Regions from separate parts of the Mus musculus genome. Here all the other regions are linked to region 4. The links are chromatin contacts, called in public HiChIP or PLAC-seq, Micro-C and promoter capture Hi-C maps. All regions are on one chromosome and are shown on one strand. Each heading gives the region's core, a stretch centred on a gene start, on an enhancer-like site or on the middle of the called end of the contact. The rest is flanking DNA. Distances are from core to core; before and after follow the strand shown.

Region 1 (3,381 bases), core at 425-2,924, 450 kb before region 4:
TATCTTGCAGTGCTACAAACAGAAACACAAATTCTCAATTCTGCTTGGCCAGTCCTGTGCCATTCAGCCATATCCTTAGACTACTTTCTTTTTTAAAGATTTATTTATCTGAGTACACTGTAGCTGTCTTCAGACACACCAGAAGAGGGCATCAGATCCCATTACAGATGTGAGATGGTTGTGGTTGCTGGGAATTGAACTCAGGACCCCTGGAAGAGCAGTCAGCAGTCTTAACCACTGAGCCACCTCTCCAGCCCCTTAGACTACTTCTTGTATTTATTACAAACCCATATGTATTTCCAATTTCCCCATCAGATTAAGCATCTCTGGTTAAGGCTAATACTGTGCAATAAAGCCACACCAATGCTTAGCAAGGTTACTGACCCAGAGGGTTGTTTGTTTGTTTGTTTGTTTGTTTCAATATCGAATTACACCTTGTCAAAACACCAAACTCTGAAACTGCAAACCTCTTTTTACTCATTCTTAAAATGAAGCTAACAATACCAGTCCAGTGGTGTTTGGGAAAACGAAAAACGCTGGCCCTGTGCCAAATGCACCATCTGGCATACTGGGGTGTGAGACAGAGGTTATCTGTGGATAGTGTTGGATTTGATGCCAAATCTTTATCTTTATATTCGCCCCGTGTCCAACTGGTATTCTTCATTCGCTTCCACAATTTGAAAAAGTCTACCCGGGCCCCAAGAAAGCGCTGGCCTCCAGGCCTGACAACCTCAGTTCGATTCCTTAGCATGGCGGAAAGACAGGAAGGACTCAGGCGAGCTATCCTATGACCCCAACTCGCACACGCACAATAAACGATTGGTTTTTGTATATTTTATTATTTTATCTTTAAAAAAAAGAAAGAAAGAAATAAGAGTCTACGCGTACCTGGCGTACAGCAAGACCTTTCAAAAACAAAGAAAAAGTCTCTTTCTTTTCATGCAGCTTGACTCTTAGAGCATCACACCCATCTCCCCGGTGTACACAACCCAGAAGCCGTCCGCCGTCCGCACACATCAGACACACAGGTAGACAAACGCGTCGGGAAGCCATCTTTCCCAGTCAGACCATCAGGGTCACACCCTCCAGCGCCCGATACACCGGGTCCCCGCACAAAGGCCGGGCCTCCCCTCCCCCGGCCCCACTCCGGTCCCCGGGACCAGCGGTTCGATCACGGCCTCACCTTGGCCCGCTTGCGCCGGCTGGTCCGTCGGCCCTCCGGGGTCTCGGCTATTCCGGTCTCCATGGGCGTCGCGGAGCCGGGCCCGGCTGTGGGCCCCGCCTGGGGCCCAGCAGACCCCGGCGGCTCGGCTAGGCCCCCGGGCGGCGAGGCCCGCGGAGGCTCCTTCTTTCGGGGAGTGCGCTCGCCCGCCGCCCCCGTAGCCATGTCGGTGGGGCCCGTCAGGCCCGCGGGCGGCGCGGCCACCTCAGAGCCGTTCTCGGCACCGCCCGCCGCCCCGGACCCGGCCTCGGTCCCAGCAGCCGCCGCCGCCGCCGCTGCCGCTGCCGCCGCCGCCGCCTTCTTCCCAGACAACATCTCGGGCCGCCTGGCCGCCGCGGGCCGCAGGGGCCGATCGGTCTGCCGCTCCGTGGGTCCGCAGCCGCCTCGCGCCTCTCCGCCCCGCACCTCTCACGCTCCGTGCGAAGCCAAACACCCCCGCGTGCGCACGCGCCCTGCGCGCTCCCGCCGCACCAGGACAAAAAAGCAGCCGCTTGTCCCCGGCTCAAGACCAGAGAGCGACGTCCTGGAGGCTAGAGCGGCGCCGCAGCTCCGATCGCGAGGCTGACCTAGAGCGCCCCCTGCGATTGGGAGTGCGACCCAGCATATCCGCCTGACTTCGGGTTCTGAGCCCGACCGTTTTCATCAAGGACTCTCAATATTCACCCCATACACTAGTCACTTCAACTAATAACATTCACTCTCCCTGCAGGACAAGGGGTGGATTATGGAATTCCGGCTTTCAGAGGGCTTACTACCTAATTGAGACAGGGGAACACTCTGAAGTACAACTTAATTAATGATCACTTAATTATCCTGTGCTCTGTAACTCAACCTTTAGAGCACTGGCCCAGAATGTATATGGCCCCGAGTTATCCCTAGAGCTAGGGAAACTAGCTTCATAATGGCCCTGCTTGGACTGTGGGGAAATAAAGAGTGCACGAATTTCCACGGTAATAAAATAGAGAGAAATGAGGAATTTCTGGTTTGAGTCAAAGTGGACTCGCTCTTGCCTCCAAGCCGTGTTTATTTTCTTTCTTGAGGCTGCACATGCTCGCCACCATGCCTCCTCCTCCATGCCTCTCATCTCCAGGCGCATAACACTTCTTCAACCTAGGTCAGTTCTTTCTTTTCTTTTTTTCTTTTTTGGGGAGGGGGGTGGGGGATTGGTTTTTCCGAGACAGGGTTTCTCTGTATAGCCCAGCCTGTCCTGGAACTCACTTTGTAGGCCAGACTGGCCTCTAACTCAGAAATCCACCTGCCTCTGCCTCTGCCTCCCAAGTGCTGAGATTAAAGGCATGTGCCACCACTGCCCGGCTTGGTCAGTTCTTTCTAATGTTGTGAATGTGGGTGTTTTATTCATGAGATGTTGAGATGTATAGGATGTTGGGGGGCTATGAGATATTCACCAGAGAAGAATGCAGGCATGGGTTTAAGCCAATAGAAAGTATTTACTTGGGGCCTGGGGAGATGGGGGGCTGGAGAGATGGCTCAGTGGTTAAGAGAAGTGACTGCTCTTTCAGAGGTCCTGAGTTCAATTCCCAGCAACTACATGGTGGCTCACAACCATCTGTAATGGGATCTGATGCCCTCTTCCGGTGTGTCTGAAGACAGCTACAGTGTACTTAGAAATAATAAATAAAACTTTTTTAAAAGCTTCAGTTAGCCAGAAGCAGAACTACAGAAGCCAAAAAGCAAGGTCAGTCCATTTCCCAAAACTACGGACTTAAATGGATTAAGCCTTTGTTTTAGTTTTGGCAGGTGGTACTGTCTATGTGTTAAGTTTTACAGCTTAAATGGTATTTCCACCATTGAGTTAACTGTGGTAAGATCTTTCAGCCTACTAAGATTTGGGGCCCTGTTACAGGGTTTTGCTGGTTTGTTTAATTCTTCCAAGGTGATGAAGTTGAACACAGAACAGCAGGAGGAAGGTTGCTGGAGGAAACTCCATACCTTGATCGGGGTGATGCTTACAGAGGTGTGAGTATTCACTAAAATTCACTGAACTCTGTGAACAAAATAGACTTTAAAAACAAAAACAAAAAAAAACTAGGCCTGAAGGTGGTGGTGCACGACTTTAATCCCAGCACTTGGGAGGCAGAGGCAGGCAGATCTCTGAATTCGGGGCCACCCTGGTGGTCTACAGAGCAAGTTCCAGGCTG
Region 2 (3,506 bases), core at 474-2,973, 310 kb after region 4:
AAAAGTCTTGTTCAAACATGAGCCACCCTTACAGGGATGCACTGGATATCATTTGCTTTGCAGTGTTAATGTTCTTCAATGCTAGTGTGTACTATAATCAAAGGACACACCATTCTAGTGATCTAAAAATATTACTCAAGTTTTTAGGGTTAGAAATTAAAATCAAGGTTGGTAATTCAAGTAGCTCATTCCTGTAAGCCCAGCTCTTGAGAGGCAGAGACTAGGAGGTCCCTCTATGTTTAAGGTTAACCGGGGCTACATATGGAGACCCTGTCTCAAGATAAAAAAAAAAAAAAAATCCAAAAGCCCTTTTAATGGAAAAACTAAAGCATGCAACTTTGAAGTTGCAATCCTAACAAAGACAAATCAGGGGTATGACGAAATTCTCTTTTCACCTCATTCTTCAAACCATGCACTGAAGTTGGGTTCTTTACATCAAGTAAGTCACAATTAGTGTGGCAAAGAATTGCTCCTGCAATTCACCCGAGTATATAGCCAAGGGGTCCTTTAAAGATCATACCTACACAAGTGGCTGCAGACAGTGTATATTCCCTGACCAAAATAACTTAAACCTAAGATTTTGAACCTTCGGTATTTTAGGTGCATCTCAGGCAGCCTGAAGACAGGCAACAGGATTTCAACAACAACAAAAAAAAATTGCCACCTTACTCTGAACCAATGTGCTGGGTTGACCCACAAAGGCCGCAAGATGCTGTCTTAATTTGAATAGCCCTGACTTGTAGGAGTTAAAACTCTCACCCCTTATGCTGCGATGACGTAATCTTCCACACTGAATTTCTCCCAGAGTTAAAGGGGTGGAAAGAGGAATTTACAAAATAGTAATAATAACCGACAAAGAAAATTTCCTGCTAGGAACGAGGAACTGAGTAAGTGGCCAGGCGGGGTTTCGGGAGGTGCTTAGGCAGGTCCCGGATGGCAAAGAGGCCGGCCCCGGCAGGAGAGCCCCGGGAGCCGCGGGGCAGGAGAGGACACGGCGCGGGGCTGGAGACCGCCGAGGGGCGCAGGCGCAGAGCCGCCCGGTCCGTCACCTCGGCCCCGGCCCGGCCCGGCCCTGCGGCCGCAGTTCCGCTCCCCTCCCCCGCCAGCCGCAACGCGTCCGTGGCGGGGCCGGGGAAGCAGGAAGTCGAGGCCCACAACGGAGAGACAGCCCCCGGCCTCCGACCCCGGTCCGGACCGGGCGTCTCCCACCCCGCGCCCCGGGGCCTCGGAGCCCGCGGGCGGCCGGAGGGGGAGGGGAGCGGGTGGGATGGGTGTGCCCGGTCCTCTCGCCGCCGCCGCCGCCGCCGCCGCCGCTGACAGCTCGGCCGGGCTGTGCCCTCGGCCGCCGCCATCCCCGGCCGCGCCGCGCCGCCATTCCAGCCCTAAGCCTCGCCGCGACCCCGCCTCGCTTCCCTCAGAACCCGGGCCGGCGGGCGCACGCGACCCCGGCAAGCCCTCCCTCGCGGCCCACCGCCCGCAAGCACCGGGATGCCCCTGCCCGCGAGCATCCTCGAGAACCGAGAGAGGACGGGGGGGGGGGGGACACGCGAAGGGGACCGGGCGGCGCAGAAGACGCTCCCGCAGGGAGGCTTCTCGGGCCCCGCACTCACCTCAGCTTCTCCGCCGGGGCGTTGGCAGCACTGCGCGGGGCCTCCTCGGCTGCCGGACAGGGGCACGCGCCTGACGTCAGCACGCAGGGGACGCATGGTTGGGTGCCCGCGGAAGTGGGAGGGACAAAGAGAGAGAAGGGGCTGAGGGCGGCTCGGGCTCCGCCCCTTGGCGCGCACGCGCGCGGGCTGCGTTCCTTGCATGCTCTGGTTGGCTCTCTGCGCCTTTTAACGGTATTTTTTATCCGTAATAAAACTATGAACAATGATGTGCACGGTGTTGTAACTAAAGTTTATTTTGAGTCTTGCAACTTCGTGAAGAAAAGTGTTGTAAATATGTTTTACTTTTATATTTTTGTTTATTTTATTGAGACAGGGTGTCATTATGTAGCCCTTGCTATCCCAGAATGGCTATGTAGACCAGGCTGTCCCAGAACACAGCAATACTACTGCCTCTGCTTCCAGAGTTCTGATATTTCAAGAAATGTACTACCATGCCTGAGCTGTCTCTCTCTTTTTTGTTGTTGTTTTTTGTTTTTTGACAAGAGTTTCTTTCCATGGGTAGCCCTAGCTGTATTGAAACTTGCTGTGGAGCCCAGGCTAGCCTGGAACTCAGAGAATCCCTTGCCTCTGCTTCCTGGGTGCTGGGATTAAAGGTGTGCATCACCATACCCAGGCTACCGGGTTTGTTTTGTTTTGTTTTGTTTTTAATAACTTGAGACGTGATCTCGTTTAGCGCAGCCTGGATTTGAATGCTTAACTAGGTACCAGAGGTTGATCTTAAACTGCTAAGCCTCTACCTCCGAAGTGCTGAGCTTATAGGCGTGCCCCTCCATAGCCTGCCTCTTTGCTTCTCTGAGAGAGGAAGTGACTTGCTGTGCACAGCTTTATCTGTCTGTTTTTGGAGTGGGAGTTGAGTATCACCCTCGGTTTTGTTTAGAACTAAAGACTTTCCCCCTCAAAAAAGTCCTACATTTACTGTCCCTGAGTGCTCTCCCCTGGCCCCTTTGGTTGGATCTGACCTATCAAATCCTTCTCTTCCCTGTCATCTCGGCGCCTGTTGAATAGCTGCCTTCTCTGGCCGTGTACTAGCTGCTGGAGAATAGAGAGCCTAGCCTTCTGTCAGATGCTCCCCAACATTAGAGGAACCTTATCTCAGTAATGTTCTCTTGCGGGCTGGAGATGTAGCCCAGTCGGTAGAGAGCTTGCCAAGAATGCACGAAGCCCCACGTTAGTGCCTCTACCACATTCATAATCCAAGCTCTGAGATGGATGGCTGTAATCCCAGCACTTGGGAGGTGGAAGCAGAAAAATCTATGGTGACCCTTGGTTGCATAGAAGATTCAGAGTGTCCTAGGATACAAAACATCCATTCTCAAAAAACAGGAGGGTGTGTCTTAAGGAGGCAGAACTCTGAGACCTCAGATGTGTGCTCCTGCATCCAGCTTTATGTGGGCCCTAGGGATTCGAACTCAAGTCCTCACACCTGCGCAGCAATCACTTTGCCCTCTAAGCCACCTCCCAGCCTGCAATCTACTTCTTTCAAAGCTGTACTGTAAACATCGTTCTGTGTCGAACGAAGCCCCGCTTATAGCAAGGCTGCATTCTACCCTGTGGGCATTTCCCTATGTGGGCAATCTCACCCTATAGGGATCGAAGTTGTCTAGCCTTTCTCCGATGCCAGGGAGGACCCAGGGCTCACCAGATACTTGGCAAGTGCTCTGCCACTCAGCCACACCCTCCACTCCGATGACCATAAATGGCAACTTGTGATTACAAAACAAAACAAACAAACAAACAAAAAAACCTCATCAATTTCTTTGGCTTGAGAGAAAGTACAGTTTTCTCTGTTCCCAAGGCAGGTTGGCTGTGTCCTTTCTTTTATCCTGCCTCGAAGTC
Region 3 (3,385 bases), core at 711-3,210, 430 kb before region 4:
AACAGCTACCTGCAACGCCCTCTCTCCATCTCCTGACCTCCACAGAGCACACATAATTAAAATACAATATTTTAAAGGGAAATATGAGATATCTTGTATAAAAAAGAAGATGGCCAATTCCTTCCTCTCTGACGTGTGTGTGTATGTGTGTGTGTGTGTGTGTGTGTGTGTGTGTGAGAGAGAGAGAGAGAGAGAGAGAGCACGCATGTGTGCACACAGGTGCTGGCACATTGTGTATGTGTATATATGTGTATGCTTACATGTATCTCTGCATGTGTATGAGTGTGTGACTCTGTGAGTGTGTATATGTGTATGTACGTGTGTGTGTGTGTGTGTGTGTGTATGTGTGTGATTGTGTATATGTGTGTATGTGTGTGCTATTATGTGTATGTATATGTACTGGTATGTGTGTATGTGTGTATATGTGTCTGTGAGTATGTGCTGTGTGTGTATATATGTGTACGTGTGTGTGCTGGTACATGTGTGTATGTGCATGTTTATGTGTATCTCTGTGAGTATGAGTGTATATGTGAGTGTGTGACTGTGTGCAAGTGTATATATGTGTGCATATATGTGTGGCTGTGAGTATGTGTGTTTATGTGCTAGTGTGTGTATGTGTGTGTTTATGTGCTAGTGTGTGTGTGTATGTGTGTATATATGTGTGTGTGCTGGTGTGTTTCTTTGTATGTATGTGAGTATGTGTGTGTATGTATATGAATGTGTATCTGTGTCTGTGTGTGTGTTTGATCTTTCTTGTTTCACAGGTATAGAACCTGAAGACCAATTCTCCAGTAAAATACCTTTAAAGGAAGAGCAAGCTGGGACATTCCATGTACACCTTCTGCCATCTAGTGGTGATTTGCTATATGACATGGTGTGGATTCTCTTCTAGCTGAATTGGAAATAATCCGGATTTACAAGGGAGAAACACCTGCCTCCAGAAGCTGGGTCAACTTGAGTATCCAGGAGGAGTGCCACAGAAGACAGTGGAGTCATTGAGACATGGGTGGGTCCCCTAAGGGAAGTCTTGCAGGCCCTTGCAGTAAACTATCTGACTCAGATCATCAGTCCTAGCTTTGACATGCCACCCCCCCACCCCCCGACGACCTCATAGTCAGTCAGATGGAGATATAAGGAAGGCTTTGGGGACCAGGGGAGGGGGACCTGTGTCCTGTGTTCCAATCTTAGCCCTTGCTCTTCCTGGGAACTTTGAATATCAGCTCCTTTGGATGGATGGAAAGTGTGACAAGCTAGATTCTTCTTCCTGCAGTTCCTGTGCAGATCAAAGACACAGACAGCCTGTAAGATGGCTCAGTAGGTAGAGGTGCTTGCCACCACGCCTGATGACCTGAATTCAATCCCTGGGACCCACACAGTGGAAAGAGAAAACCACTTCTTGCGAGTTGTCCTCTGACATTCCCGAAAATCTAAGTCAGTCTTAGATTTTCTTAGACTTAGAAAAAAAATCTAAAGTCAGCCTTTGGACCAGATTGGGAGTTTGATACCAGAGCCAAGTCATGAGTGCCAGCCTTGGCAGAGCCAGCCCCTCCTAGGGGCAGGTCACGGGCTTCTGCCTTAGAAGCACTCTCCTACTTAATTAGCTGTAGTCATTATTGTCCTCATTTACAAAGAAACCGAGAGAGTCTCACTTCCAGGTAACAGTGGCTCTCCTGGGCACTTAATAGAAAGGCTCACACCTGTGTTCTCAGAGGTGACTGGTGAACTGGTTTGAGCTTGGAAAAGGGTTCTAAGGGCCTGAGGGTCAGATCCTGGTAGCTGTCTTTTGTCACCTCTTTTCCTGAGTTTCTTCATGCCCCCGGACTATAGCTTCTGTGGTCACATGGCATAGATGTCCGGCACTCTGATACATCTGCCCAGCTTCCCTGCTGCCAGGGCTCCTGGGAAGCTAATCCTCTAGGCAGAGGACAGCGAGGGATTAGAGCTGGAGAAATGAGGGCCACATCTGTCACGGCTGCTGGCAGTTTGGGCAAAGCTCATGCTGAGCGTTCAGGAAGACCCTTGAAACACAGGGATCCCGGTTGAAAGAGCTGAATTGTGGATTCCATTAGATCCTTCTGGAAGTAGGTAAAATGTGAGAGTCTGGGGCCTGGCAGATGGTTGTGGGGGAAGGAGCTGGAATTAGAGGCTGGTAGATTTGGGGTAGGTTTGGTGCCCTCCTTCAGGTTTGCCTGAGATAGAAGGGGTTCTGGGTCTTCTAGTGCAAGAAGCAGGATAGTCCTGGACAATCAGGCACTGCGAATCAGCCAGGCTTCTGAGCTTGGGAAGTGGGGTCCTCCTTCCCCACCATCCTCATTTTACCCCCTTTCTAGCTATTTTCTGTCCCTTCTTCTCCCAGGACATGTCTTTATTATTAATTTTATGTGTATGTATGTTTCCCCATTTATGCTTGTATCATGGGTAGGTCTGGCATCCCTGGAGAGTGTCAGAACCCCAGAAACTGTGGTTATAGATGGTTGTGAGCTACCATGTAGATGCAGGGAATTGAACCCAGATCCTCTGAAATAGCAGCAGTGCTCTTAAGCTCTGAGCCATCTCTCCGGGCCCTGTCTCCCCACTGCTCCCACTTCTTCTTGCCTTTGCTTCTCTTAGTTTCCTGTCCACAGGGTTTCCTGCGCTGCAGGCCAGAATCCTCAAGGAGCTGGAATCTTCCATGCCCTAAGGAAGATGAAGACTCGGGTGAGTCCCAATCAGGAAGTCACACATTTTCTTGGTCAACATCCCTAGCTCCTCCTCAGCTGCTTGCTCAGTGACTCTGCCCTCCTTCCCACCCTGGCTGCTTCACCTGCTTCCCCACCGGAGCCTCTGCTCTTGCTTGTTTCTCTCTGGAACAAGTAAAGCAACTATGACAGTTGAGCTAACACTTGTTATTGTAACACAACTTGTTTGCCAATCGATCCATGCTTCCTGCACAGCTCTGTAGGGGCTCACCTGAGCTCTCCCGGGGGGAGGGGCAGTCTTCTGGCTTCAAGAGGTGAAGTCATTTGTCCAGAGCTGGAAGGTGCAGAGCTGAGCTCAGGTTCTGTTTGTTGCCCTTTCCAGAGTGTTATACAAATGATGCTACAATCCGTCCGCGTTTGAGAATGGTTTATTTATTTCACTTAGCACAGTGCATTTAAGATTTATACATATTATTATATATATAGATACTCTATTCTTTATGTTGCTATGTAACATTCGATTGCATGGACCTATGAGTCATATTTTCATTCATCATTGAAGGATATTTGGTTGGTTCAGGCCTTTGAAAAGTTATAAGTAGCTAGGAGATGGCTCACTTGGTAAAGTACTCAAAGACCCAGGTTCAATCCCCAGTACTATATAAAAAACCTGAGGGGCAGTGGTTCGTACCCTCAATCCCAGTGCC
Region 4 (3,235 bases), core at 398-2,897:
AAAATTGGGTGATGGAGCTTGGCAAGAGGCACACGCCTGTAACCTCAGCACTTGGGAGGAAGACTGGAGGAGCAGGAGCTCTAGACCAACCAACTGGAGATATGTGTGTGTGTATATATATATATACATATATATATATACACACACACACACACACGTACATATACATATATATGTATACACATACGTATATACATGTGTATATACACATATATACATAAATGTGTATATATACACACACAAATACATATATGTATATGTATTTATTTCCAGGCCAGCCTATATATATATACATATACATATATATATATATATACATATATATACATACATATACACACACATATACATATACACACACACACAAATACATATATGTATATGTATTTATTTCCAGGCCAGCCTATATATATATATATATATATATATATATATATATATATATATATGTATATATATAATATGTGTGTATACATATACACACACACAAATACATATACGTATATTTATTTATTTCCAGGCCAGCCTGGGCTACATGAGGTCTGTGTCAAAACAAGCACAAGACAGAATGGGAACCTGTCACCGAAGAACCATGTCTACATTGAGCATAATTTATGCCAAGCACTGAAAATTTGCACTTCCTAACCCTAACCCTACATTGATTGCTTAAACAGCTATAACCCACACCAAGATTTGGATACAATTCCAAGGAAGAGCACTCCCAGAGGGAGAAAACTTACAGTTTGAGGTAATGTGACCTAGGCTATCATACAAGGGGGATTTCCCAGCGACAGCCTCACATTGCCAGCCCTATAAGCTAGCACACCCTAATCACACTTCACGTTTTGTGCAGGGAAAATACACTGCAAAGCTACGTAGAGACATAAAATAGATGGCCAATTGCACACACTGGGCGGGTGATAGCTTTGTAAGGAATGAGAGACCACTAGCTTGACGGCATCATGGAAGCTAGTCACATATCGTGTCAACTGTGCCTCGGGCCAGGATTGGCAAACTTCTGTAAAGCGCCGGAGAGAAATGACTCTGGCTTTATGGACCTTTCCATCAAAGCCGAAAAGCAGCCGGGGCAACTGCGCGCACTCCCCCGCCCCGCGGCAGGCGAGCGGCCGGACAACCCGTTAAAAAGAAAACAAAAAACGACCATAGCTGCGTCTCCGTGCAACTTCACTGCTGGGAGCTGAAGTTTTATTTCCCACGACTTCTATTTCCCCGCAACTGTTTTACAGCGGATAAACAAAAGCTGAGAGCAGAGATGGGAGGGAGCCCTCTGGGCCGGGGCGTCCGCAGCACAGCCCGGGAGCCGGGGAGTGAGGGCCGCAGATGCCAGGCAGTGTCCCGCGTCCTTCCACGGGACGCAACAACCTAGGCTGCGCCCGAAGTGAGGGCTGTTCCCGGGGGCCACGTCCCGAGGACAGCGGACGGCGGCGGCTGTGACCGACGCGAGCCAGGCGGAGCTCGCTCCGCGCATCCCCTGCGTCCCCCAGGGGTCCTGGGGCGCCCCTCACTCAGGGAGTCTCGGGAGCCTCCGCCGCGACAGGGGTCTCCGCGCAGAGTCCCAGCGCCGTTTCTATGGTTACCTGCTCAGCACCGATTCAAACTGCCGTTCTTTATTGACAGCGCCATTGAGGACACGAACACTCCTGCCCGAAGGGAACAATAAAGCTTTCTCCATTCAACAGCGCTGGAGACGCCAAAAGGCAGCCATCTTGGGGCCGGGGAAAACGCCGAGGGCCGTAGCCCGGATGTGCGCACGCCGTAGTCACGTGCTGGGGGACGGTCTCGCGAGAAGGCTGTCCCTGCATCACGTGCACGCTTTCTACCAATGGCAGGCTTCCAAGTTTGGAACCTGGTCTGCTCTTGACCTTTGACCTTCGCCTCACAGTACCTTGGGAGATGTTTCCTTAGCATGTTCCATAGCATGATCCATCCCTTACCTAGCCACTTCTGAGGTTTGCTGCGAAGAGACGACAAAGATTTCTTTCCTTCTTTTGTAACAAACAGTCATGTGCAGGGCGAGAACGAGACTGATTTCTGGACTGGGCTTGGTATGGGTGTACACGGGGTTTCTTTTGCCATTATCCTCTCACGTTTTAACCTATAGCACCACACGCTGGTTATGAACCCCGAGTCCAGTGTCCTGGCAGTCAAATGGATGTGAATCGGATCCAGTTAACATGAGCCCCATTGGCACTGGTCATGAGAGCTGTCCCTGCATCACATGGAGACCCATTTGTCCGAGATCCAGGCTTCTCGTTGCTATGTCTAGCTCCCAATGTGATTACAGCTGTTCCATGGGCAATGACAATATTCAGTCGTCCCCAGCACTGTCGCTGTCAGCTCGACTTGATGCAATACCTTTAAAACAGAAACCGAACCTATGGAGCAGAGCTGTCACTCAAATTTCTGTCATCTAATACTGTGACTGCAGTTTGCAGCTACTGCTGAAGATAAATAATTAGAACACTCTGGGTCATTAGAGCACTCTGGGCAGCTGTTCTAGTTAATTTTTGTTGTGATAAAATATCCTGAACCCCCTCCCCCCCCAAAAAAAAGTCTAATGAGTCAGGCTTAGTGACCCATCTTTTAATCCTGGTGCTTTGGAGGCAGAGGCAGGCAGATCTCTGAATTGTGAGGCTACCTTGATGTGTGTGTGTGTGTGTGTGTGTGTGTGTGTGTGTGTGTGTGTGTGTGTGTAGTTTCAGGACACCCAGAGCTACATAATAAGACCAGGAAGAAGGAGGAGGACCAAGGGGGGAAAGATTTTTTTCAGCTTACAATTGCAGGTTAGTCCACCACCTTGGAGAAGTCAAGGCAAGACAAAGACTTCAAACCACTAATCACACCACATCCATAGAGCAGAGAGAAGTGAATGCATGCATGTTCTTGCTTGTGCCCAGTTGGATTGCAGGCACAGTTCAAGACTCCTTGCCTGGGGAATGGGGCCACCCACAGTGGACTGAGTATTCTGACATTGGTTTACTCAAGATACCCCCACACACACACACACACAGGGACCAAACCAATGTAGACAATCCCCTAGGGAGACGCTTCCCAGGAGATTCTAGGTTGTGTCAAGCTGACAAGGTGCCACACCATGTTCCCTGTCGGTGGTTTGTCAGCACTCGGCCACTACCTTCTTGCCACAGTCAAACCAGTATCTGATAGGGCCCTACCAGGTGCACGGTCACCTGGCCACTGTTACCCACACAGATCA
Region 5 (3,542 bases), core at 453-2,952, 370 kb before region 4:
AGGGTCATCCTGCCATGTCCCAGGGGCCCTGGGCATCAAAAACGCCCACCCTGTCATCTTTCACCACCTCTGCTGCCGACCTCCCAACTCAAGCACCCGTCATTTCTCACTCCATGTCCCATGTGTCTCTGGCCACCCCCCCCTCCCCCCAGTCTACTTTCTAGTACTCTGCATGGATCTTTAACACAACTGGAGTCAGATCCCAGCATTCCAGAACCTTCTATCAGACTCTAAATCAAATCCAGACTCACCAGGCCTGGAAGGCAGGACACACCCCAGCCAGCCTCCCTTTCCAACGGCTCCCCCGTGGCGTGCTCTCTCTCCCCTGCGTGTTGTTCATATTGAGATCTGAGATCATTTCTCTGTTCTCTGAACGCAGCTGCTCAACTCTGCCCCAGGGCCTTTGAGCCCGCTGCGCCTGCTGCCTGAATGGCTGCCTTCATCACACACCCCTCTGTAAACTTCTCTCAGCTTTCAAACCTCAGCTCAGATGTCCCGGATACAGGCCTCCTCTCACCCGCGCCATGGCGGCAGGCCATGCTTGGGTACTTCCCACCGCCGAGACCTTCTTCGTATGGAGAGTACTTCACACGGCTGTTACTGTCTGAGCCTTCCCCCCACACCCGCCCCCCAGATGGCCAAGTCCTCTGCAGCCAGCGTCAGCTGGTAACAGTGGAAGTCAAATGACCCAGTGGCTGTCCTTTGATGGCATGTACACTCAGACTGAGCAGACGGGCTAACCGACAGGGACCTGGCTACATGTCACTGGTCATCTCAGAAGTAACCATGGGAGAAAGCCGGGAGGCAGGAGCACCAGAGAGAGTAAGAAAGGGAGATGGAGGGTAGATCCTCCTTCTGACTCTCAGCACAAAGTGCTGACAGGCCACATGGGCCTCTGTCCCTCAGTTTCTCCTCCCGTCAGTGCCTGGGGGTACCATTCCAAGGACGATTGTGGTGATAGTGTGGTGTCCCCCGCACACATCGAAGACTGTGAGAAGTGACCAGGTAGCCACTTGGCTACTGTGGAGCCACCTGGTCCCAAAGAAAGCAGAGCAGTGCCACCCCAGCCAACACCTCTGCCAGGCTCCCAGGCCTGGCTGGTGCGCTAGGAAATGGGTCGCAGTCAGGACCACAGAGGGATTCCTCATTTCCGCTCCAATCTTTGGGGAAAAATACTTTCAGTTTCATTTAATCACAAGGCTTCTTAATTAGTTTTTTTCCCTTTTCTTTCTTCTGTTTTTTTTTTTTTTCCTTTTCTTTCTTTCTAAAATCAGTTGTTAAGCTGTCCTTGCTGGAGGGAGCAGAGACACTGGCCCCTGCAAGGCAAAGCTTCCTTTGTCCAGCTACCCAGACTGGGAGCCCCTTCAAAGTCCTTCAGGACCCAGTGAGATTTTTTTCAAGAGAGACACTCAGGCCTCTCAGTAGCCACTGCTCAACACATCAACAAGTACTTATGGAATGTCTACTGTATACCAGGCGCCAGGACACAGCAGAGCTAATGTCTCACCCACGGTGGCTCAGAGCTATCAGCAGAGGGCCAAGAGAGGATTCAACATTGGCCCTGGTCTTGGCAGCATGGAAAAGCTTCTCAGAGAAGGTCAAGACATTCATGGCGAAATACTAAAGTAGGAACTGGGGCTGGCTGGGGTGGTGAGGGGCAGGAAGTGACTGGCCCAAGTGGCCAGCCTGCCTCTGGTTTTTGTTTCATTCATGAGCTCCATCCCTCACTCTCTGCTCCATCCACACAATGCTCTCATTCATCATTCGCACCCTAGGGAGACCAGGCCCTTTGCTGCCAGCATGTGGGCTTTCCAGAGAAGAGGCAGAGGCTGTGGGAAGATGCTCAAGGCTGGTAGAAGTGATGGTGTTTCCTGGTACCCTGAAGATGCTGATAGGCAGGGATAAGAGACCAGGGAGGGAAGAATATGATGGAGAAGTCAAAAGCTGGGGCTGGGGTAGGAGTTGGGGCGGGGGGGGTGCAGGCTTCTCTGAGGGGAGACAGCTGATTAAGATAGCTGGGCACTGTAGTGATGTGGGGGGTGGGGGTGGGGTCTTTCATTCTTTCACTCAACTCATCTACTGGGTTTCTCTAGGCTTCAGCTTAGAGCTCTGGGGAGAAGGTGATGACCAGAGAGAGAGGTGGCTCCTGACAGCAGCACAGGACACTGGGATATGCAGGGGGGAAGTCCATGATCATGAGGAGCGCATGAATGAGACAGGGTTAATAGGTGACAAACAGATCTCTGCTAACCCAGAGGCTGATGGGGACTAGGCGGGGGTCTCAGAGAGTGGGTTTCCGCAGGCCTAGCTGCCACAGTCCCTGAGCCCCAACAGCATGACACCCCCCCATCATTTCCTGCTCACTATGAGCTCACCCCCAACAAAGGGCTTTCTATCAACCATTTACCAGCAGCTTAGTCTGAACAGAAGTCCTAGGCACCTTTCTCTGGGGTCCTTGTGGTCTCTATGGGTAGAAGGAAGAGGAATTCTAGGTCTAGGCACCAGGTTACAGGGCCTCTGGTGTTTATCCCTACGGGAGGCCAACTGCTATGTCCACTCCTGGAGGCCTGTGCTATGTGGCGCTCACGGTCTCTGGTCCCATGTGGCACTGTCCTGAAATACTAGCCCACCCTGTAGGAGACAGGCAGGAGAGCAGGGAGCCCACACATTCACCTCTGCAGGGGACCAGGGACATGCTTGGTGCTGGTGTCTGCCCCTTCTTCCTCCTCATGGAGTGGCAGTCTCCTCTGCCATCCACCCAGGTGGAGATGGAGGCCCCCCCCAGGGCAAAGTTTGACTGCCTGAGGATGCAAATTGATTCTGCCTGTTTGTCTTACATGCGTGGCTTCCAGCCACAGGTCTCTCAAAGAGGAGTGGAGTCTATTCTAAAAGATCAGAGAGAAATCCGTCTATGCAGTCCAAGGTGCCTGGGTGGAGACAAAGCCACGGTAGACTCAGAGGGCCTTAGAGGAAGTCTGGCTTTCTTCCCTCAGCCTATAGGAAGAGCCCTTCTCTTCATTGTCAACCCATTGTGGGATCCCCTCAACTGTGGGTTTCCTGTTAGTCACTGACACCTTAGTTTGATCAGAAGTCCATCTTTCCCAGAGGCCCTTCTAGGGGTCCACCCCGCATAGGGTATAGACAGATGCTTTCAACCGGTGAAGACCAGTTTTGTTGTTTTGTTTTGAAAAACAGTTTATCTCAAACTCAGGCCTCTGAGGTCAAGACTGAAGAGGTCTCGACAGTAATAGGTCTGAATGAAGGTGGCATATCGTTCAGACAGACAGCCCGTCCCCTGGACCAGAACAATGAGAGGGCAAGGCACCTGCCTAAGATCTCACAGCAGGGGCAGGAGAGGCAACGGAGAGTCCGGCAGGCTGAGCCTGAGGCTGGCAGGAGAGTACACACCAGGCCTAGACTGGGAGAGGGGCGTTTGGGGAGGCAGAGCCAGTGGGCACACGGCTACCTTCTCATAGTACTGCAGCTCGTAGTCCAGGATCACACCGTTGGGCTGGTCTGGCTGGGACCACGACAGGGTGATG
Region 6 (3,411 bases), core at 572-3,071, 380 kb after region 4:
GGTGAATTCCAGATCAGCCAATGCTACACAAAGAGATCCTGTCTAAAAAGAAAAAGAAAGAAGCAAAAGAAGAGGAAGAGGAGGAAGAAGAGATTGAGGAGGGAGAGGAGGAAGAGGAAGAAGAGGAGTATAAAGAAGAGGAAGAGGGGGAAGAAGAGAAAGAGGAAGAGGAGGAGGAGGAAGAGGAGGAGGAAAAGGAAGGGGAGGAAGAGGAGGGGGAGCCCTTCCCCTCTCTAGACTTCACTAGCCAGGTATGAAGTAGTGTTTATGCATTTAACCTACAACAGGGCTTCCCAGAGTCAGAGGAGGGCAGGGTCTCTTTTATCTCAAAGACTAAAGACTTGGGACTGAGCCTGGTAGTCAGGGAGCCCCCAAACTCTGAAACCAAAATGCTGGGCATTAGGGTGTGATCCCAGCATTGAGGATTCGAGCTCAAAGGATCAGCCACTGGTTTGAGGTAAGCCTGGGCTAACAGAGTGAAATCTTTTACCCCACCCCAAAAGAAAAAAAGAGGGCTGGCTGCGTGGTAACCCGGGCTAATGACCTGAGTTTTATCCCTGGGATCCCAACAGAGAGAACTGACTCCTGCAAGTTGTTCTCTGGTCTCCACGTGAGCTCTGTAACACACATACAGTCCCTAACAAATAAATAAATGTAATAAAAAAAATTAAAAATGGCAGCTAAAAGTGACATGCTAGCTCAGGCCTGTAGTCCCTGTGCTTGAGAGAGGGAGGCAGTGGGATTGCTAGGAATTCAAGGAAAGGCAGGCTGAGCTATAACATGAGACTTTCTATTAAAAAAAAATTCTTTTTAAAAAGGTGATTTATACCGGGCGTGGTGGCGCACGCCTTTAATCCCAGCACTCGGGAGGCAGAGGCAGGCGGTTTTCTGAGTTCGAGGCCAGCCTGGTCTACAAAGTGAGCTCCAGGACAGCCAGGTCTATACAGAGAAACCCTGCCTCGAAAAACCAAAAAAAAAAAAAAAAAAAAAAAAAAAAGGGCTGGTGAGATGGCTCAGTGGGTAAGAGCACCCGACTGCTCTTCCGAAGGTCCGAAGTTCAAATCCCAGCAACCACGTGGTGGCTCACAACCACCCGTAATGAGATCCGATGCCCTCTTCTGGTGTATCTGAAGACAACTACAGTGTACTTACATATAATAAATAAATAAATCTTTAAAAAAAAAAAAAGGTGACTGACCTATGAAGTGGCTGTTTGAGTGACACAGCTGGGTACGAAGTGAAACTCGGCCACCGACTCAGGATGGCTGTGTTACTTTAAAAGTCAGTTTCCCCACTGACTCCAAACTAGGCTGACTTACCTGGGGTCATAGAAGAAAAACAACCTGTCCCACCGTCACCTGCCTGACATAGTAGACACTTAGAAAATGCCATCGGGTACAATATGGTCGGCCAAGGGAAGCTTTGTGGGCTGTGTCACAGAAGACTGAAAGTTTGAGTTGGAGCCATCAAACCTCAGAGTTCAGACCTTAAGTCAGGAGGTCATCCATTGTCCCCTCAAGGAGTCTTGCCCCGTGGGCTCCCAGTCTTTCTGAGCTGGGTCATCTGAAGCTTGCCTGCCTCCTCCACTCCTGGCCATGAACCAAGCTCAAGGCCCTACAGTCCTGTCCTAGTTGAAGCTGAGACCTTCTGTAGAAGTAGGTATGGGGTGTCACCCAGGGAGGCAAAGAGTGAGGGTCTGTCATATTTCAGGGGCTCCCAGGCTGATGCAGCAAGGAGACATGGGACAAGCTGAGGGCTTACCAAGGGCCACAAGCAGGAGGGAACTCAGCAGTCGGAGCATGGTGAGCTTCAGGGTGATTAGAAAGAGATGTGGAACCGGGACTTTAATATAGTGCCGGAGGCAGGTGGAAGGGCTGGCCCCAGACCCCACTCCCACAACAGGTGGCAGAACACCAGCTTTTTCAAGGCCCAAGGCCACACACCAACCACTGTAGATTAGAGAGCAGGAGCTGAAGGAGGGACCTCAGACTTCCTCCAACCTGTGATTGCACAAGTGGTAGAGAACGGCCAACTGATAAGAGAGGGACAGGCAAAGGGTTCTATTAGACAGGCCGGGCTTTCCCAGGGAAGGCTAGAATAGCAGAGCTGATCAGGCCTGGGTTCAGATCCTGGCTTTGTCTATTGAGTGCTTAGTTTGACCATGGTGTCTCAGAGCTCTAGTCTCCTGCATGGGATTAATATTGATGTCCACCTCCATAAGAGACTGTTTCTGAGTACTTTCTCTGCTGTATTAGGGCTCTTTCTAGGGCTGTGAGCAGACAGCACATGATCCCAGTCTGCTCACAGTCTGCCTAGTGATGGCACAAGATGAACCCACAATTTTTTGTTTTTGTTTTTTGGGGTTTTTTTGAGACAGGGTTTCTCTGTATATCCCCACTGACCTGGACCTCACTCTGTAGACCAGGCTGGCCTCGAACTCAGAAATCCACCTGCCTCTGCCTCCCAAGTGCCAAAATTTTTAAGAAGCTGTCTCTAACCAGTGAGGGTGGGTGCCATACGGAAACAAAACATGGGTGATCAGGAGGGGACCCCTCCCTTCCCATTTGTCTTGGGAGGTTGAGGCAGAGTGACATATTGACTCTGGAGACGATATGCATGCAAGTGAGTCCTGAAGCCAGCCATGGGAACGGGTGGAGGGTAGACACTCAACTCAGGAGTGGCTTGCTCAAGAAAAAAGAGGGGCAGGGGTCTGGAGTCAACGAGGAGCTGGGTGAGGTGGCATCGTCTGTGTTCCCAGCTGCTCCAAGGCTGAGGCAGGAGGGTTATGAGTTGGTGGTCAACTAGGGTTGCACAGCAAGGCCCTGTCTCAAAGCAAAAAAATAAAATGGGTCTGGAAGCACAACACAGGGCCTCAAAGTAAGGCCTTTGGTTTTGTCCTTGTCAAGGAGGGGGAGGAGGAGGAGAGGGATATGGAGACAGAAGAGGAGACAAGGAAGAAGCAACCAGGTGAGGGGAGGAGGAGAAGGGAACAGGGAGGAGGAGAAGGAAGGAAAGAGAGGAATATAAAAGAGGAAGCAGGCTTGCTAAGATGACCTGGCACCTAAAGACGCCCATCGGGCCTCACGACCTGAGTTGGATCCCTGGGGCCCACCTGTTACAAGGAGAGGACCAACTCCTCTCCTCTGAGTTGCCCTCTGAGCTCCACGCATGCTGGGGCATGTGCACCCACTCCCATCACACACACACACACACACACACACACACACACACACACACACACACACACACAGAAGCAACAAAAATGCAATCGAAAGCTTTAACTAAAGGAGCTTGGTGAGGATCCTGCCAACGCACTGTCAACCAAGCTGAAGAGCTTGATGCTGGCACCTTCCCTGGGCTCCTTTATCTGCAGGGGCAAGGTCTCTTGCTGACCCCAGAGCTGGTGATTTG
Region 7 (3,437 bases), core at 83-2,582, 400 kb before region 4:
ACCAACTCATGCCCCACAACACCTCCAGATGTTTTTGCGCTGCACTGTTGAAGCTGCTACGTTTTGGAGTGACCTTTCTCTCAGCCTGTAGCCTCCCCCTGAAAGCCCACCCTGATAGCCCATCCCATCTGGTTTTCTCTTGCCTCATACGCCAGAGCTGGATTCCTTTGTTTTCTGCGCCTAAGTGACCATGTTCGGGTGGACCCTGGTGCGGGGAAGCCAAGGCTTGTGGCCCTTTCTGGAGCCGTGGCCCTGAACCAGTGTTTTACTTTGCGGGACCGAGGTGGACAAAGGGTTTTCCAGGCCTGCAGCACCCAGCCTAATGCTCCTGTTTTATAGATGAGAAGCTATGGCCCAGTGAGGAACAGTCTCTCCTGGGGCCCGTGGCCCTAGTTAGTGACAGAAGTAGGTTACATCTTGTCTTTTGAGTGCATTTGCACCTCTCCCTGCCAAAGGTCTTCCTCTGGGAACTGTCCCTGGAAATGACAGGCACCTGGAGAAGCAAGGGTGGCATTGGGGTGGGTGGTGGTCTCCGGTGGGAGTCCTTCAGCAAGGGGTGGGATCTATGAGGGGGTGCAATGTTAGTGAGTGCCCACAAGGGGGCAGCATAGACCTCTCAGCCATAGAGAAGGTGGGCGCTCTGGATACTGGAAAGGGTGGACTTGAGGCCCAGCTGGTAAGTAGATTGTATAAGTGTTCTCTGCTACTCTTGTGTCTGCTCAGAAGCAGTGGGTCTAGCACTAAGGATGTCACTATTGACCATAACTTCTTTCCTAGAGATAAGGTCTTATGTGGCCCAGGCTGGCTTTGAACTCACTAAGTAGCTAAGGATGCCACTGATCTTCTAACCCTCCTGCCTCCATTTCTTGAGTACCGAGTTTACAGTCATATATTACCATATCCGGTTTATGCAGTGCTGGGGGGTGGAACCGAGTGCTTTGTGCATGCCAGGCAAGCGTGCTACCAACCTACCAGCAAGACACCTTCAATACCGGCTCAGGAACAGGCCTGTTGATTGCCACTAACAGCCCATTGTGAGACTTCTGGGGTGGGTGGCACAGCTCCGTCATACTTAACTTGGCCCCGAGTGGCTCTTCCAGGCACACTCTCCCAGAGCAGCTGGCCCCACTTCCATGGTGCCCTGGCCCAGGTTCACAAAACAGCTTTCTTTCCTCAAGAAACAAGCTTGGGCTGAACAGCCGGAAGCGGTTCCTGATGCTGGGCAGGTGGGAGCTAGTGCTTGGGGGGGCTGGGAGTGGGGAGATGGATGGGGGGTGGAGCCAGGAAGGGATTAGTAACTAGGCAGCAGATAGCTCCAAGCTGTGTGCCCATGTGAGCGGGCAGCCTAAGTGGAAGGCGCTTGGCAGCAGGGCCTACCACTCCCTGCTGAGCATTGAGGAGTGGGGGGAGGACGATGTCTTGTAGTTGAGAAGTGAGCAGGGCCTACACTCAGGACTGCCACAGTGACGGTGTCTGTTTGGTACCCTGAAGAGGAGACAGAAGGTCTGGATAGCACCCGTATTCTGGAAGTAGACATGTAGAGTCCTACGGCTTTACACGAATACTTTGGGCACTAGAGGGTGGATGGGCAGATGAGCTGGCTAGAAGACGCCAGCCTAGTGGCTTAAGGCAGGAAGCCATCTGACGGAAACACTGACTGCCAGGCCTCGTGGGGCTCTGGGGTGGTGGGAGGTGGGCTGGGGAGACAGTTAATCTGCAGAGCATCAGAGAAGCTCCCACCAGAAGGTGACCTTGTGTGCTGGGACAGCTGCCATCCGCGCTGGGTGTCTTTGGGCCATTAAGGGATGGCCAACGGGCCGCTGTTTGCTGCTTTGTGGGAAACTTGCCAATACTTGCCCTGTGTCCAGGCCCGCTGTCCCTACCCCAGGGACAAGCTTCCTCTCTAATCCCTTCCTTCCCTCTGCTCCCGGGTTGAGAATAGGTGAAGGACAGATGACAGGCTGAGCCACGATGGTTTTGCTCACTGCAGGGTCTTTTGCTGGTGGCCTGTGGCCTCAATCTTCCCCCATGGATAGGCTCCTCAAAGATGCTCACCAGACAAAGGAAATGGTCCTGAGATGAGCTGTCTCTGGGATACCCCTTCCTCTTCTAACAGTCTTATCTGCAGCACACACACTTCCTGCCTCCTTCTCCTCCTCTTCCTTCTCTTCCTCCTTCTCCTCCTCCACACAAAAGAACTACTCACAGTAAGTCCGAGCCCTTAGCACAGGAGACAGCATTGTGTGGGGGAGGGGGTTACATTTGTGGCTGAATGGGGTCCACGGGCCACCACTTCTAACGTGGCTTACTTAGCCAGGCACTGTACACGCAACGCAGAGCTGAGCCAACCCAGTGCCTACGCTTCTCTGCCTGTGCTTCTGATGACCCTAGGCTAAGAAGGCTACATGAGCTTCTTTGTTTGTTTGTTTGATTGCCTCCATGAGTTTCCTCAGCCTGGGCCTTTTGGATCCTGAGGGGCAGGGGGAAGAGTCCCTTGCAAGAGCATTAAAGTCATTTGGCAGGTCCCAAAGGTGCCAGGATCTTTTTCTTGGAACTTACAGAGTACAGGGGTCATTTTATAACTAAAGCATTTATTTCCATTCAATTCACTAACCGATTGTTCTGCTCGGATTCCCTGCATTTGCTCACAGGGGAGCCTGCGGCCAGACCCCTTGACTGATGATGGTGTTCCTCTGGCCAAGACCTTCAGACCCAGGCAAAGGCCTCGGGGAAAGAAGGAGTGGGAGAGAGACAGAGAGAGACAGAGAGAGAGAGAGACAGAGAGAGAGAGAGAGAGAGAGAGACAGAGAGAGAGAGAGACAGAGAGAGAGAGAGAGTCACGTGGTCTCCCGGGGTACCCTTGGAGGGCTGGGGTGTCACAGTGAATGATCAGGGTCCTGACTTCCCGGGTAGCCTGGTCCAGGCTCCCAGACATGAAATCGAGTTTTGGCCATTGAAGAGCACCCAGGAACCTGAAGGGGCCTCTGTGCCTGGGAAGTGCCAGATAGAACAGGGCGGAGAGCATGAGAGCAGACAGGGAGGAAGGGAGGACTTCCGGCCTTGGAGCCCTCATCTGCCTCCGTCTGTGGTCCAGTGTGGGCGCTGATGTAGTTCCCTCCACTCTCCCAGTCCCACTGAGGTCTCTGAGTGGCCCAGGTGGCCCTGTGACAGTTGGCTTTGGTGAGGCCTGGCAGCAGGTGGGAGGAGGGAAGGGTATCAATGAAAAGCATATAAAAAAATCCAGAAATGTGCATATAAAATCTCGCCCTTGGTGTATTGCCTAAGTCAGTAAGCAGAAAGCACCTTCTTCCTGGAGAAGGATCAAGTCCTCAAAAGGTAGGAAATGTCAAAGTGTCTCTTCATTGTCATTTTTTTTTAAAAAAACCCAACAAACAAAACCCTCCCAGACCAAAACCACCCCTGATCAAAATACCCCC

The links. Promoter capture Hi-C pulls out the DNA fragments that hold promoters and counts their contacts. A called contact is a pair of places that touch in the nucleus more often than the background predicts. HiChIP or PLAC-seq counts read pairs in DNA pulled down with a chosen protein or histone mark.
Region 1: a FOXA1 HiChIP or PLAC-seq map of pancreatic cancer cells shows a contact between it and region 4. The contact joins the promoter of Kdm1a here to the promoter of Zbtb40 in region 4. A contact is called at or near these places in 1 of 39 promoter capture datasets (the HPC-7 cell line), 2 of 484 Hi-C or Micro-C datasets (Th1 cells and embryonic stem cells), 3 of 115 datasets of contacts at active chromatin or transcription factors (astrocytes, bone marrow-derived macrophages and pancreatic cancer cells) and 2 of 9 other capture datasets (adipose tissue and pancreatic islet).
Region 2: a contact with region 4 is called in a Micro-C map of embryonic stem cells, with 4 times the contacts expected there. The contact joins the promoter of Cdc42 here to the promoter of Zbtb40 in region 4. A contact is called at or near these places in 4 of 39 promoter capture datasets (the SN4741 cell line, cranial neural crest, maxillary cranial neural crest and 1 more), 1 of 484 Hi-C or Micro-C datasets (embryonic stem cells) and 4 of 115 datasets of contacts at active chromatin or transcription factors (astrocytes, effector CD8 T cells, kidney and 1 more).
Region 3: a contact with region 4 is called in a promoter capture Hi-C map of embryonic stem cells, with 2.7 times the contacts expected there. The contact joins the promoter of Lactbl1 here to the promoter of Zbtb40 in region 4. A contact is called at or near these places in 3 of 39 promoter capture datasets (the HPC-7 cell line, embryonic stem cells and hippocampal neurons), 2 of 484 Hi-C or Micro-C datasets (embryonic stem cells and hematopoietic stem and progenitor cells), 7 of 115 datasets of contacts at active chromatin or transcription factors (T-cell acute lymphoblastic leukemia, embryonic stem cells, forebrain and 3 more) and 2 of 9 other capture datasets (adipose tissue and embryonic stem cells).
Region 5: a contact with region 4 is called in a promoter capture Hi-C map of neural stem cells. The contact joins the enhancer-like site here to the promoter of Zbtb40 in region 4. A contact is called at or near these places in 9 of 39 promoter capture datasets (the 3T3-L1 cell line, the HPC-7 cell line, the SN4741 cell line and 5 more), 17 of 484 Hi-C or Micro-C datasets (CD4 single positive thymocytes, CD8 T cells, the CH12 cell line and 12 more), 6 of 115 datasets of contacts at active chromatin or transcription factors (T-cell acute lymphoblastic leukemia, astrocytes, embryonic basal ganglia and 1 more) and 1 of 9 other capture datasets (adipose tissue).
Region 6: a promoter capture Hi-C map of hippocampal neurons shows a contact between it and region 4, with 3 times the contacts expected there. The contact joins the promoter of Cela3b here to the promoter of Zbtb40 in region 4. A contact is called at or near these places in 2 of 39 promoter capture datasets (hippocampal neurons and liver) and 2 of 9 other capture datasets (liver and pancreatic islet).
Region 7: a promoter capture Hi-C map of hippocampal neurons shows a contact between it and region 4, with 4 times the contacts expected there. The contact joins the enhancer-like site here to the promoter of Zbtb40 in region 4. A contact is called at or near these places in 12 of 39 promoter capture datasets (the 3T3-L1 cell line, the HPC-7 cell line, embryonic stem cells and 5 more), 1 of 15 datasets of contacts at CTCF or cohesin (embryonic stem cells), 2 of 484 Hi-C or Micro-C datasets (the G1E-ER4 cell line and embryonic limb bud), 10 of 115 datasets of contacts at active chromatin or transcription factors (the HPC-7 cell line, T-cell acute lymphoblastic leukemia, astrocytes and 5 more) and 1 of 9 other capture datasets (adipose tissue).

The regions. Positions count from the first base shown.
Region 1 is chr4:136,601,049-136,604,429 of GRCm38.p6, forward strand. Kdm1a (lysine (K)-specific demethylase 1A) reads right to left here and starts at 1,675. Exons shown (of 20, transcript NM_001347221.1): 1 at 1,184-1,675. The coding sequence starts at 1,537.
Region 2 is chr4:137,356,036-137,359,541 of GRCm38.p6, forward strand. Cdc42 (cell division cycle 42) reads right to left here and starts at 1,724. Exons shown (of 6, transcript NM_009861.3): 1 at 1,611-1,724.
Region 3 is chr4:136,620,661-136,624,045 of GRCm38.p6, forward strand. It overlaps Lactbl1 (lactamase, beta-like 1), which reads left to right and starts at 1,961. Exons shown (of 8, transcript NM_001243262.1): 1 at 1,961-2,081; 2 at 2,625-2,697. The coding sequence starts at 2,686.
Region 4 is chr4:137,047,048-137,050,282 of GRCm38.p6, forward strand. Zbtb40 (zinc finger and BTB domain containing 40) reads right to left here and starts at 1,648. Exons shown (of 19, transcript NM_198248.1): 1 at 1,599-1,648.
Region 5 is chr4:136,680,454-136,683,995 of GRCm38.p6, forward strand. It overlaps Ephb2 (Eph receptor B2), which reads right to left. Exons shown (of 16, transcript NM_010142.4): 6 at 3,467-3,542. Among named protein-coding and RNA genes, the nearest start is that of Lactbl1, 60 kb to the left of the region's middle. Within about 2 kb of position 1,703, at least 30 of the 459 cell types and tissues checked have an H3K27ac peak or open chromatin away from gene starts, as enhancers often do. A contact at or near this core is called in CD8 T cells, the G1E-ER4 cell line, the HPC-7 cell line and 1 more, where this site is marked.
Region 6 is chr4:137,428,699-137,432,109 of GRCm38.p6, forward strand. It overlaps Cela3b (chymotrypsin-like elastase family, member 3B), which reads right to left and starts at 1,822. Exons shown (of 8, transcript NM_026419.2): 1 at 1,762-1,822. The coding sequence starts at 1,801.
Region 7 is chr4:136,651,034-136,654,470 of GRCm38.p6, forward strand. It overlaps Ephb2 (Eph receptor B2), which reads right to left. Exons shown (of 16, transcript NM_010142.4): 16 at 1-3,437. Among named protein-coding and RNA genes, the nearest start is that of Lactbl1, 30 kb to the left of the region's middle. Within about 2 kb of position 1,333, at least 45 of the 459 cell types and tissues checked have an H3K27ac peak or open chromatin away from gene starts, as enhancers often do. A contact at or near this core is called in the G1E-ER4 cell line, the HPC-7 cell line, astrocytes and 2 more, where this site is marked.